3 separate regions of the Sus scrofa genome follow, and regions 1 and 3 are each linked to region 2. A link is a contact called in public Hi-C data. All regions are on one chromosome and are shown on one strand. Each heading gives the region's core, a stretch centred on a gene start, on an enhancer-like site or on the middle of the called end of the contact. The rest is flanking DNA. Distances are from core to core; before and after follow the strand shown. Region 1 overlaps ACADL (acyl-CoA dehydrogenase, long chain). Region 2 overlaps UNC80 (protein unc-80 homolog). Region 3 holds the start of ACADL (acyl-CoA dehydrogenase, long chain).

Evidence for each region. Hi-C and Micro-C count contacts between places; a contact is called where the count stands out from the background.
Region 1: a Hi-C map of liver shows a contact between it and region 2, with 2.1 times the contacts expected there. The contact joins two enhancer-like sites. A contact is called at or near these places in 1 of 5 promoter capture datasets (liver), 23 of 47 Hi-C or Micro-C datasets (adipocytes, adipose tissue, alveolar macrophages and 16 more) and 2 of 2 datasets of contacts at active chromatin or transcription factors (alveolar macrophages and skeletal muscle).
Region 3: a Hi-C map of liver shows a contact between it and region 2, with 2.7 times the contacts expected there. The contact joins the promoter of ACADL here to the enhancer-like site in region 2. A contact is called at or near these places in 5 of 47 Hi-C or Micro-C datasets (adipose tissue, alveolar macrophages, liver and 2 more) and 1 of 2 datasets of contacts at active chromatin or transcription factors (alveolar macrophages).

What each region holds. Positions count from the first base shown.
Region 1 is chr15:112,948,299-112,952,202 of Sscrofa11.1, reverse strand. All of the region lies in intron 8 of ACADL (acyl-CoA dehydrogenase, long chain), which reads left to right. Among named protein-coding and RNA genes, the nearest start is that of ACADL, 19 kb to the left of the region's middle. Within about 2 kb of position 2,537, at least 5 of the 83 cell types and tissues checked have an H3K27ac peak or open chromatin away from gene starts, as enhancers often do. A contact at or near this core is called in liver, where this site is marked.
Region 2 is chr15:112,684,149-112,688,096 of Sscrofa11.1, reverse strand. UNC80 (protein unc-80 homolog) reads right to left here. Exons shown (of 63, transcript XM_021075020.1): 52 at 1,934-2,057; 53 at 849-974. Among named protein-coding and RNA genes, the nearest start is that of RPE, 37 kb to the left of the region's middle. Within about 2 kb of position 1,931, at least 3 of the 83 cell types and tissues checked have an H3K27ac peak or open chromatin away from gene starts, as enhancers often do. A contact at or near this core is called in liver, where this site is marked.
Region 3 is chr15:112,966,868-112,971,005 of Sscrofa11.1, reverse strand. ACADL (acyl-CoA dehydrogenase, long chain) reads left to right here and starts at 1,625. Exons shown (of 11, transcript NM_213897.1): 1 at 1,625-1,701. The coding sequence starts at 1,625.

The sequences.
Region 1 (3,904 bases), core at 1,288-3,787, 260 kb before region 2:
AAGAGTCTGGGCTCATTGTGGCTCAGTGTTAAACCTGACTAGTATCCATGAGGATGGGGGTTCGATCCCTGGCCTTGCTCAGTAGGTTAAGAATCTGGTGTTGCTGTAGCTGTGGTGTAGGTTGCAGACTCGGCTCAGATCCCATGTTGCTGTGGCTGTGGTATAGGCTGGCAGCTACAGCTCCCATTCAACCCCTAGCCTGGGAACTTCCATATGTCATGGGTGCAGCCCTAAAAAGACAAGAAAGAAAGAAATAGTTCCTTTGATATATGCACCTTAACAGTATCCTGCTTTTCTCTATCCTGAACCACCTTGAGGTGCACAGTTGGGAGTGGCTGCAGTGGCTGCTGGCTTGATGGCCACAATATCCTTTGTTTACCAATATGGCAGGTGACATTTTTTTTTTATCCACAGGGACATTAGAATCCATGGAAGTGGATGAGATCAGTGAGGGAGAGAGTAGAGAGTAAGACAAAAGAAATCCTAGATCGGAGTCTTCCTGCAGGAGAAATGAGAAGATTTTAAGGTAGAATGGGAAAGGAAGAGACTCCGAGGATAACTAAGAATGAACAGCTAGAAGGGAGAAAGCAAACTATGCAAGTATTTTTGCAGAAGCCAGGAGAAAAGAGGATTTCACATAGATGGGAGCTACTTAGAAGGAAAATAAGATGAAGGTCAAGGAGTGCCCACTGGGCATAATGATATGTAGGCTATTTTGTAAGAGCCATTGATGGGCTGGTATGGTGCCAGACCAGAGTGACTAGAGGAGTAAATGGCAAGTGTTACTGAAACTCAGCCTCTGTCCACCTGTGCTGAATAGAAACTCAGAGTTGTGGGTGAAGGAGAAAAAATAGCTTTATTGCTGTGCCAGGCAAAGAAGGGTCACAGCAGCCTGATGCCCTAAAGACGGTGCCTCCCTTGGTAGAGAACAGGAGGTGGTTTTTTACTTTGGAGAGTAGAAGGTAGGGCCACAGATAAGGATCAGGGTAGGTGCAAGCTTGCATTGTTTTTCAAAGCTGGTGTTCAGTGGTCCCAGGACTGGTTCTGGTGGTCCTTCTTTCTGGAATGAAAAATGCTTCATTAACATCTTCCATTTTTGGAGTTCCCGTCGTGGCTCAGTGGTTAACGAATCCAACTAGGAACCATGATGTTGCGGGTTTGATCCCTAGCCTCATTCAGTGGGTTAAGGATCTGGTGATGCCGTGAGCTGTGGTGTGTAGGTCACAGACTTAGCTTGGATCTGGCATTGCTGTGGCTCTGGCGTAGGCTGGCGGCTACAGCTCTGATTAGACCCCTAGCCTGGGAACCTCCATATGTCACGGGTATGGCCCTAAAAAGACAAAACGAAAAAAGCAAAAAAAAAAAAAATTTATTTTCTTTAGCTTACTTTATTGTAAATACTTATGGTATATAATAATAATCAACCACTTATGTTATTGGAAAGGCTTCTGATCAACAGTAGGCTATTAGTAATTAAGTTTTGGGGAAGTCAAAAGTTATAACCTAATTTGGTTTTTTTGGCTGTGCCCGGCCATACAGAAATTTCCAGGTCAGGGACTGAAACTGTACCACAGCTGCAGCCTGAGCCACAGCAGTGACCACAGCAGATCCTTCCCCACTGTGCCACCAGGGAAATCCTATACTCCAGTTTTTGAACTGTACAGGTGGCAGCACCTCCAAACCCCACATTGTTCAAGAGTTAACTTTATTATTATTCCCTTATATAATATAAAAAAGACTCCATTTTGTTCCAGTAAAGGGAGTCTTTTTTTTCTTTCTTTCTTTCTTTTTTTTTTTTTTATCAGCTTCTTCTCTCACTCAGCCTGATCTGAACTTAAACTCTATGTCATTTTGGGAAGTATTTACTACCTATCTATATGTTCATCAAGTTAACTTTCTCCATTCTTTTTTTTTTTTTTTTTTTTACTTTTTAGGGCCACACTCCCAGCACATATGGAGGTTCCCAGGCTAGAGGTTGAATCAGAACTACAGATGCTGGCCTATACCACAGCCACATCAATGCAAGATCTGAGTCTGTGACCTCTGCCACAGCTCATGGCAACGCCAGATCCTTAACCCACTGAACAAGGCCCAGGATCGAACCTGCAACCTCATGGTTCCTAGTTGGATTGGTTTCTGCTGCACCACAATGGGAACTCCAACTTTTTCCATTCTGAAAAAAAAAACTTTCCATCGTAACTTTCTTACTAATTTAGCAGATCTAAAAACAGTTGTTCTGAATCTATAAAAATGAGGCACACACTTAATCAAAGAAACATGTTTAAAAACAGTGTGACTTGATGAGCCTAAATTGTGCTTTCCTTAAGAGAGGGAAACAAGGATGTTTTCCTTTCATTTATGTATCACTGATGTCTACATATTCCTAGTTTTCAATGACTGCCTTCTTCCCCCATCCATTTAGAAAGGTCAGGGAGTAGGGTACAAAGCGACTGGGATGGGAAGAGGTATTCAGTGCCCTGGAGGCCAGTGTCGTGAATGCCCTGTGTTCAGAGACAGCTTTGAATAACAACTCATTGCCTTACTCCAAAGGTCGATAGTCTCCCTTGGAGAAAGACTGACTGACATGATTTGTTTCACTGAGCAAATATGTATTGTTTGCCCTCTAGAAAGGTTGTGTACTCAAATGTAATTTGGTAGGTATGACTCTGGAGCTACACACTGTAGGTTCCTAGCAACGTGAAGAAAGTTATACCACTTGATACACTCTGTGACTTTCCCAACCATAGCCAAATTGTAATTAGTATGCTTTGCTTCTCAAATCTAACCACCAACACTTTCACATCAAAAATGTTAAGGTGCAAGAGGACCAGCAGTGTCTTGGGAGCACTGGGATGCAAGTTGGATCCTTGGCCCTTCGTTGCCACAGCTCTGGCGTAGGTCGCAACTGTGGCTTGGATCTGACCCCTGGCCCAGGAACTCCATATGCTAAAAATGGCTAAAAAATAAAAAAAAAAAAGTTTATTAAAATGCACATGGCCTTACCCCTACCCTGGCAACTATAAAAAGCGAACCAAATAGACACATTTTCGGTCCCCTTGGAAATCTACACCTCCTATGTTTATGAACTTCATATTAAATTATACAAAGATGACTACGCTATTACCCAGTTTGGCTTTAAAGTTTAGAACTTTAAAGACAAAAAAAGGGGTGGGGGGAGTTCCTGCTGTGGCTCAGTGGTAATGAACCTGACTAGTATCCATAAGATGTGGGTTGGATCCTTGGCCTCTCAGTGGGTTAAGGATGCAGTGTTGCTGTGAGCTGTGGTGTAGGCCAGCAGATGCAACTCCAATTAGACCCCTGACCTGGGAACTTCCATATGCCGCAGGTGCCACCCTAAAAAGACTAAAACAAAAACAAAACCCTTCAGAAGTTTAAATGTGATTTGACATTTAACCATGAAGAAAATAGGAAATTGGTATACTATTTTCCCATAGGAAAAAAAGTTTCTTCTAAAATATTTATTTATTTAACAATATATGTATGTATGTATTTTGAAAGCAAAAAAAAAAAAAAAATCTTTTTAATCCTTCCTTTTCAAAACAAGTATTTTATCGTTGCCTTCTTTCAAAAGTAGTTTACTTTAAATTCACTAGGTGGCAGTAGCACTCTGCTTCCACAAGCGTGTATAGTATTGGTAGGAGCAGTATTCTAAGTAAAAGTGTAGTTCTGAGATTTCTGAGGTATTCTAATCTTGTTTTATATGAATAAGTATCTCTGAATAATATTTTCACATCAGTCTAGATGTGTATTCGGAGAAGATGAGTGACCAGTACATGCTTGCACCTTCTATTCTAGAGCTGGGTGTACAACGGTTTCAGTATTACATTGAAATAGAATGGGTTCCCATTGTGGCTCAGCGGGTTAAGAACCTGACTAATATCCC
Region 2 (3,948 bases), core at 682-3,181:
TAGAAGTCCTCTGACCCCTGTATGAGGCCTTCTTCAAGCCAGAAAACAACAGACAGTATAGAAAGAAATAAATGATCCTAATACACATATTGTTAAAATGTATCACTTTAGGGATGTCATTGTTTCCCTTCTGCATGGTAGCCACAGCTTGCTTAATCTCTTTTCCATCATCTACCTATTCTCTGGATAATGGACCATCAAGCTTGTCAGATAATGAATGGGTCACTTATCCATTTACAGCAATTGTATACTTCCCATTGGTCAAAGAGCTTTCTGGTGATTTACCACTTCGGTGATACACAGAAATAGGCATTCTATTCTTTTTTTTTTTTTTTTTTTGCCTTGGGAATGATTGTTTTAATCTTAGGAAATAAAAGAAGTGGGAGAAAAATGATCTAAAAAAAGCACCCGCAATATTCAACCCACAATCGTTAAAGAAAATTAAGATATTCAGAGTCTAGTAATAACATTTGAAAGAATTTTTTGTTGCAATTCTTTCCTCACGTAATTTAAAACCAGACTTTGAATATTACGGCCTCTTTTAATTAACAATTGTGAGCTGATTATCTGTGAACCATTATTTTCCATTTTAAACGACTGAAGCAGTTTCTGAATTTGTGGCAGGACTAAACGACTCTGCTATTTTTGAGATCTCAAGAAGAATTACAGAAGCACAACTTTAGGACCAAGCTCAGGGCTGATGCTCCAAACCTGTAGAAGTTTGGAGATGTTTACACTATTGTTTCACAGATTTTGCCCAGCCTTTGCAGAAAAACAACGAGAACACCATGATCTGGTGCCTCAACCAGCAACTTAAAGAGCGTGACAAACAGGTAAGGCAGTCACACCTGTATCTGCAATGCTACAAGCCGGACAACAGCTGTGCTGAAGGGCAGAGGTGGTGAGAGATAAGGGCTGAGATGAAGAAGGGGTAATCCATCAGCAACACTGGAGGGTCCTACTACTCCCATCACCTGAAATACAAACAGAGCACATGACCAGCCTTGACTATTGCATTGTCATGCAACCATAGTAAGGGAGTCTGAGTCAATAATAATAATGATGATGAAAAGGATAATATGAATAATTTGAAGGTTGGGCATGTTACTTTCAATCTGTTCGTGTCGCCTTCTTCTGAAGGCATGTAATGTCTAGAGTCAGATGGAACAATTACACAGGATTCAGCCAAGGTTTTGTAGAATGTTGTTTATAACTAACTATGTAAGAAATGAGAGATGAAGCAAAAATTATTCTAATCAGGAGACTGGACATACTTACTCATGGACTCAAAGGAATGCAGTCAACATTCTTTGATGGAGCAAATACTGGACAACAATGATGATGGCAAGAGCTCTATTTGCACTAGGCATTCCAGCTGCAGATTGATTGCTTAACTAGCTAAGCAGCAGATTCTATTCCATGAAATGCTCTATCATGGTTTCCACATTGTACAAAACCTTGTCAGGACCAGACTCTAGATATTACATAAATGATTAAAAAAAATTTTTTTTTCAGATAAATCCTAGACTGGCCAACTCATAGCATCATTTTGTTCTAAAAAGAAAAAAAAAATACTCTTTGTATTTTAAACTCCCCCACCCCAGACTACCTCAATGTCTAGCCAATTGTGCAGTCTCCCACCCCACTCTCCAACTGGCAGCCCTCAACTCTCAGCGCAACTTGAAGAGGTCAACTGTCAAAGTAGTGCGTGGGAAGCAGCACACCAAAATCCCACTTGTGTAGGGATGGGTCCCTGGATCTCCCCATGCACCACCTTGAAATGCACCTCACTATTTTCAGTGTCACCTGAGCCGTCTGTTTTCATGGGTAGGTATGTAGGTAGGTAGATTGACCTGTAAATCTTCAGTTCAGAGAAGTCAATAGCAGAGTTAAATTTTGCAAAGTTTCATAAGATTGCCACTTGGCTACTCACCAGATTGACACAGACATTGATCAGTGACCTAAGGTGAGGGAGGAAGGATATGATTGGCTGCCTCTGAAGTGTCAAACAAACCCCTTCAATCAAATTGCTGGCAGGCTCCCACTCAACCTGTCGCCTGGAATATAATATAGGAGCCATTAGCAGCGTGGCTCCTTTCTGGAGACTGTCTGAAATGAGCGAATGAGACAGTGATTCTGACGCCATCTAAGACAGGAACGGTGTCTGAGACAACAAAGTGCTTCAACAGGGGACGAAGTTTACCCAGGTTGTTCCAAAAGTACAGAGCACAGTGGGAAGGGAAGAGGATACTGAAAACGCAGCAGAGGCACTCCTGCCCCACATGACTAATGAGACAAAATCTATTGAAGAAAAAAACAGAGATGATGAATGGGTGGCATTTCAAGTTTCCTAGTTTTAACTTCGAGAGAGGGTGTGAGACCATTTCCGAAAACCCATCCCGGGAGTCAGTACTCCAGTAGAACTAATCTGACTATAGGCTGTGTTTCTGACGTCTTTTTATCAGACTATAGTTGACCTCATCAGCTTTTACAACAGACTATTAGATATTTATGGCTTAACTCTTGCTGAAAAGATGATATTAGAGGACAATGCTCTACTTAAAAAATTGTCTTTCTTGGCCTCCTGAAAAATGATATTTTGGGGTTACTTTTTAAGGTAGTATAAATGGTGGTATGTTCCAGGATTTTCTGGCATAGAAGACAACCTACTCTGTAATGGGCTTGATACTGAAAGAGTCCTTTCTGGGGTCCCCAAAATAAACGTGTTGGGCTTTACCGAGATTGATGTTATTAGCAAATATTATTCTGGAAATAATGTCTAAGCTTATATTGCTTACCAAATTGAAATCTCTACAAGGACAAAATGGAAATGTTCATAAATGAGGATATACTGACATCCCTGAGGCCAAGTAATGCAGAGGTCAGGTTTAGTCAACATTTCTCTGGTTGAATTGAGATTGCCTGAAGAAATTAAACTCAAGACAACTCCAATTCACAGCATGCATCCCAAGAAAATTGCCTACAAGTCTATGCATTAATCCAGAAGTCTACTTTTAGAAGCATGCTGTTCTTGATACTGGGCTTGGTTATACGACAAATGAGTCAGCCCATGGAGATGCCTTACATCTTTAGAAGCAAAGTTACTTTCATATACCCTCTTAAGGTTTATGAGACTCTGGCCATTTGCCAATGGGTGCAAATGTGAGACTGCTAAAGAAAATAGGAGTGCTTTAAGGACAGGTATTTCCATGTTATTGAAGTAAATAATCTTGAAATAATGTATAGGCATTTGTCATCATGGTATAAAAGAACATAAGATCAAACCATCAATTATTAGAATGAAATCTTTCAATTTCTTTTTTTACAAATTCAACAGCTCCTGATGCTGCATAAATGAAGAAGGTCACAGGATAAAGCCTGGAAACGTTCTGACAAATTGAACAATAATTGCTACAAATTCTTGGGCAAGAATTTCATTGATTTTGGGGTTTAGTTTAATAGGACGATATGCCCTCACTAACCCAAACATGACATTTCCAAGTCAGTGGGTTTATTAGCATTTATGAGTTGAATTATCTGCTCACTGTGGCTATAGGTCTCTAAACTGGGCTCAGCTCTCCAGGTAGACTGGTTCAGAGGCATCTGCTCATGGAAAGGCTACCAGCAGATATGTGAGGCCACTGAATGGAGATTAAGTGGTAATAACATTTATTTAGTACCACCTGCATTAGGCAAAAAGGTGAAAATTAGGTATTTATTATTAGTCCAGAGATTTCTTTAGGTGCTGCTTCGCTGATTATTGTAAAGCTTGGCATTTCTCTAAAACTGGTACTTAAAAATACTATGTTAAATACACATATTTTTTTTCTTTTTAGGACTGCACCTGTGGCATATGAAAGTTCCCAGGCTAGGGGTCACATTGGAGCTTCAGCTGCTGGCCTACACTACAGCCACAGTAACAACAAATCTGAGCCACATCTGTGACCT
Region 3 (4,138 bases), core at 376-2,875, 280 kb before region 2:
TATTTTCATATTTGAAAAAAAGCTTATCTATCATTAGTGGGTGTATGAAAAGCAGCACAGTAAATCATTAAGCACATAGATAATGTCTTCCTGTCTCTTTAAGTATGAGGAAATTATAATGAGACCCATCTCTGTATAAACCACTGATCACGTCCTCTAGAATTAGAGTGGTGGGTTTTCTTATGTTATTCTACTTTCCAAGGATATTGGCAATAATTCTTTTTTCTCTGTCTTTTTTTTTTGAAGTTGTTTTTATATTATAGCTGATTTACAATGTTCTGTCAATTTCTGCTGTACAGCAAAGTGGCCCAGTCATACATATATTATACATTCTTTTTCTCACATTATCCAGGATCTCATTGCTTATTCACTCCAAATGCAATAGTTTGCATCTACTAACCTTTTGATAGTAATTCTTAAAGTCTTCAAGTAAAGAAACCTTGCCTCTGTTATCTACACTTGTGCTATCCTTGTGCTCCTTGGAGATTAGAAACATAGTCACCCACACAATTTGATCTGAGGCAAAGCAAAGGCCTGCTTGCCCCAACTAGTTCCTCCAGATAGTTCTGCATCAGCACCAGGACATTCATTCATAGTGACAGCTAAATGAATTTACCTGATCTTTTCAGATCTTCATTTGAAATACCATTATTAGAGTCCTTGAATTAGGGGAAAAAATTAATTTTCTGTTAATTGATTATAAATGTCATTTTTAAAACACCATAACCTGAAAAGGATTGTGAGTACGTGGGTGGAGGAGAATAAAAACAGCTAACACAGCCCCTGCCATGGCTCCCTGTCATGGCTCAGTGGTTAACGAACCCCACTAGTATCCATGAGGACACCTGGCCTTGCTCAGCGGGTTAAGGACCCGGCATTGCCGTGAGCTGTGGTGTAGGTCACAAATGCAGCTTGGATCCAACATTGCTGTGTTGTAGGCCCGCAGCTACCGCTCCAATTCGACCCCTAGCCTGGGATCCTCCATACGCCAGGAGTGCAGCCCTAAAAAGAAAAAAAACAAAGAAACAGCTAACACGTGTTACATGAGGAGGCTTCTGCATCGACATCCCAACCTGGTCTGGGAGCTGAGATCCCCACATCAGCCACTGCAAAGAAATAAAATAGTTAAGAAAGAAAAGAAAACACTGCTTGCATAGTCTTATATGTTAAGTAAGCTAATTTCCAATGTTAAAAACAAACAAACACACAAACTTTATGTAACTATGACTTTGTGGGTCCATTTTTGAGCCTCCATGGCTTACAGAGTTTCTCAAAGCTGTTCAGGAAGCCAAAGAAAACAACTGCTTAGATAAAACAGAACACTGCAGGGAACTTAACAGTTTTACTTTTAGAATCTTTTCATTGGTAAGTTTCTGCAGAGGGGCGTGTCACAAAAAACCGTCCGCAGTCTCGCGCAGGGTAGCTGAGGATCGCTGCCCAAGGCGTTCTGGTCTAGAAGGGTACGCCGGCCTCGTTTACTTGGGCGGCTGTGCGAGGTTTTTTGGGGTGTGACTGCAAGGAGGAAGGCCCCAGGGACATCCCGCTGTCCCAGCGCCTCGCCCCGCACACAGGGAGTCACCGAGGAGACGCGCCATCGCCCAAGTTGCCTTTCGCTGTCGCAGCCATGGCCACACGACTCCTCCGTGGATCTCTGCGCTTGTGGGGCGGCCTCTGTGCTCCGCGCCTACCGACGGCCTCGAGGTTAGTGCCCGCCCTGCTCTATCTGTGCAGCAGGGAGGCTGCAGGGCCGCGCGGCGACACGCACACTCCATTCCTGGGGCTCGAAACCAGTCGCCCAGAGCTTGAACTGAGCCTTGGGGCGTAGGAGGGTAGGAGAAGCAGCTGGGCTTTGCCGGGAGGCTTCCGGAACAGTGATCATACCCCCTGCGGCGAGAGCGGAGCTCTGCCACTGCAGCCTCACCGCCTGGGGAGTCGAAAGGGTGTGGGGGCGGGGGGATTGCCAACCCTTTCTGGCCTGGGTTCAGCCTGTTTGGTTTCATGGTCTACGGAGGACACCGGGAGTCTGTATTTTGAAGAGTTTCTGAGAGGCGATGTTGGGGAGTCACCTCTTGGGCACCACGACCTTTGGTCCAGTTGGAACTGTGGCAGAAGGCACCGCCCCATAGTGAACTTGGGAGTGGGACTCCCGCAGCCTCCACCCTTTGCAGGGACGCCTGGAGAAGACACTCCTGGACAGCAGCAAAGACCTGATAACGGCTCCATCACATAAGGGAATTAACTGGAGATCTGACAGATCTTTTAATTAATTAAATGCGGAGGAAGTAATAGGGTTCCTAAGTGGGTCGGTGATATTATGGTAATATTTATAAGATCAAAAGCGTCCCCTACCGTATAACACCTAAAATCCTGTCATTAGATAAACAAATTGGAAGCACTGGGGATTCTCTAATGAGAGTGACAGGAAGGTTCGATTAGTTCATTGCAGCACTCTAAGATGCTTTGGAAACAAAATTCCTCCTGTTGTGGAGGAAGGCTGGGAAGGCATCACTGAGGAGTGAGGACGTTGGGACACACATACTTTTCTAAGCTCAGTCCCAGAACTTCATAAGACGGTGAAGGTGAGACTTTTGGGTATCAGGAATATTTTGTGCTCTTAAAATTAGAGGTCCTCAAAGATCTTTTATTTATGTGGGTTTTATCTGTGGATGATATCAGTATTATACATACCTACAACACTTGGAAATACATTTAGTTCATGTAAAGTAACTCATTATATGTTAAATAACATTTTTATGGAAAAATAACTTTTCCCCAAAAAGTAAGAAAAGTGACATTGTTTTACACTTTTGTAGATCCCTTAATGTCTGGCTTAATAGGCAACAGCCCGATTCTAAGATTTGCTTCTGCATTGTCTGTTGTGACAAGTAGTTTAAATATAGGAAGAATATTGGCAAAAGGACCTGAGGGACCCTCTGAATGGGTCAAGGAGTACAGTTTTATTTTAACAGACTTCTTAAACTTTAATGTACATATGAATCACTTAGGACTGCTACTACTAAAATAAAGTTGATCCTTGAACAGCACATATTTGAATTCTGTGGGTCCACTTATGTAAATTTTTTTCAGTAGTAAATTCTGCAGTACTACACAATTCACAGTGGGTTGAATCCAAGGATGCAGAACTGTGCTCTGGGGAACTCACAAATACGGAGGGCTATATATTATATATATATGGGGGACTGTAGGTTATACAAGGAGTTTTGATTGTGCTGAGGTTCAACAGGTCCCTAACACCTGTGTCCTTCAAGCATTAGAGGCACAGATGGATTCAATAGACCTGGAAGGAGGCCTGAGATTGTGTATATATAACCAGCTCCCACGTGTTGCCTAAAGGTGCTGGTGGAGTCAAGCTCCCTTTTATAATGTAAGTAGGCTTAAAATAATAATAATAGAGTCTAACCTGTTAGATCAGTAGCAGTTTAATGCTTTAGGAAGACAATGGCTAATTTATAAAGTCAGTACAGATTTCTTGGTTTTTATTGGGAGAAAAAGGGCCTATTTATTTAGTACAGGTTCCTTGGTCTTTGGAAAATGGATGTTCCAATAAACTTTTCACTTGTTTTGATTTTCTTCGTTATGCTGTACTCTCTCTTGAACACTTCAAAAAAAAAAAAACATGTTCCCCTGTGTTTTTAGTTCCCACCTTCGGCATGCAGAAGTTTCCAGGCCAGAAACCAAACCGGTGCCACAGTTGCTCCCTGAGCCACAGAAATGACAATGCCAGATCCTTAACCACCTCAAAGCTCGGTCTCCACATACCGTCCCACTGAGAGTTTGAGCTTCAACACATGAATTGCGTTGGGGGTTGGGAGGGTGAGATTCACTTCATTGCTTTAAGCAAAGTTGTGTAAACTGAACAAAATAATCCATTTTCGGGGTGAGGGATTGAAACAACCTAATTGCCAATAAGACTGGGTCTTTTCTGAACTAAGAAGTGAAAGAGAAAGAGAAGGGAAGGATAGGGTAGGATAGGGTCAGGGTCTAAGAAGGAGAGAAACCCAAAACAGAATTTCATGGGAAACAAAACATCCTTTGGCAATATTAGAATATATGGTTAAAAGGTTTTTTAGATGTGAGCTTAAAAATGTCCAGAGTGGTACACAGATTTTCAAAAATT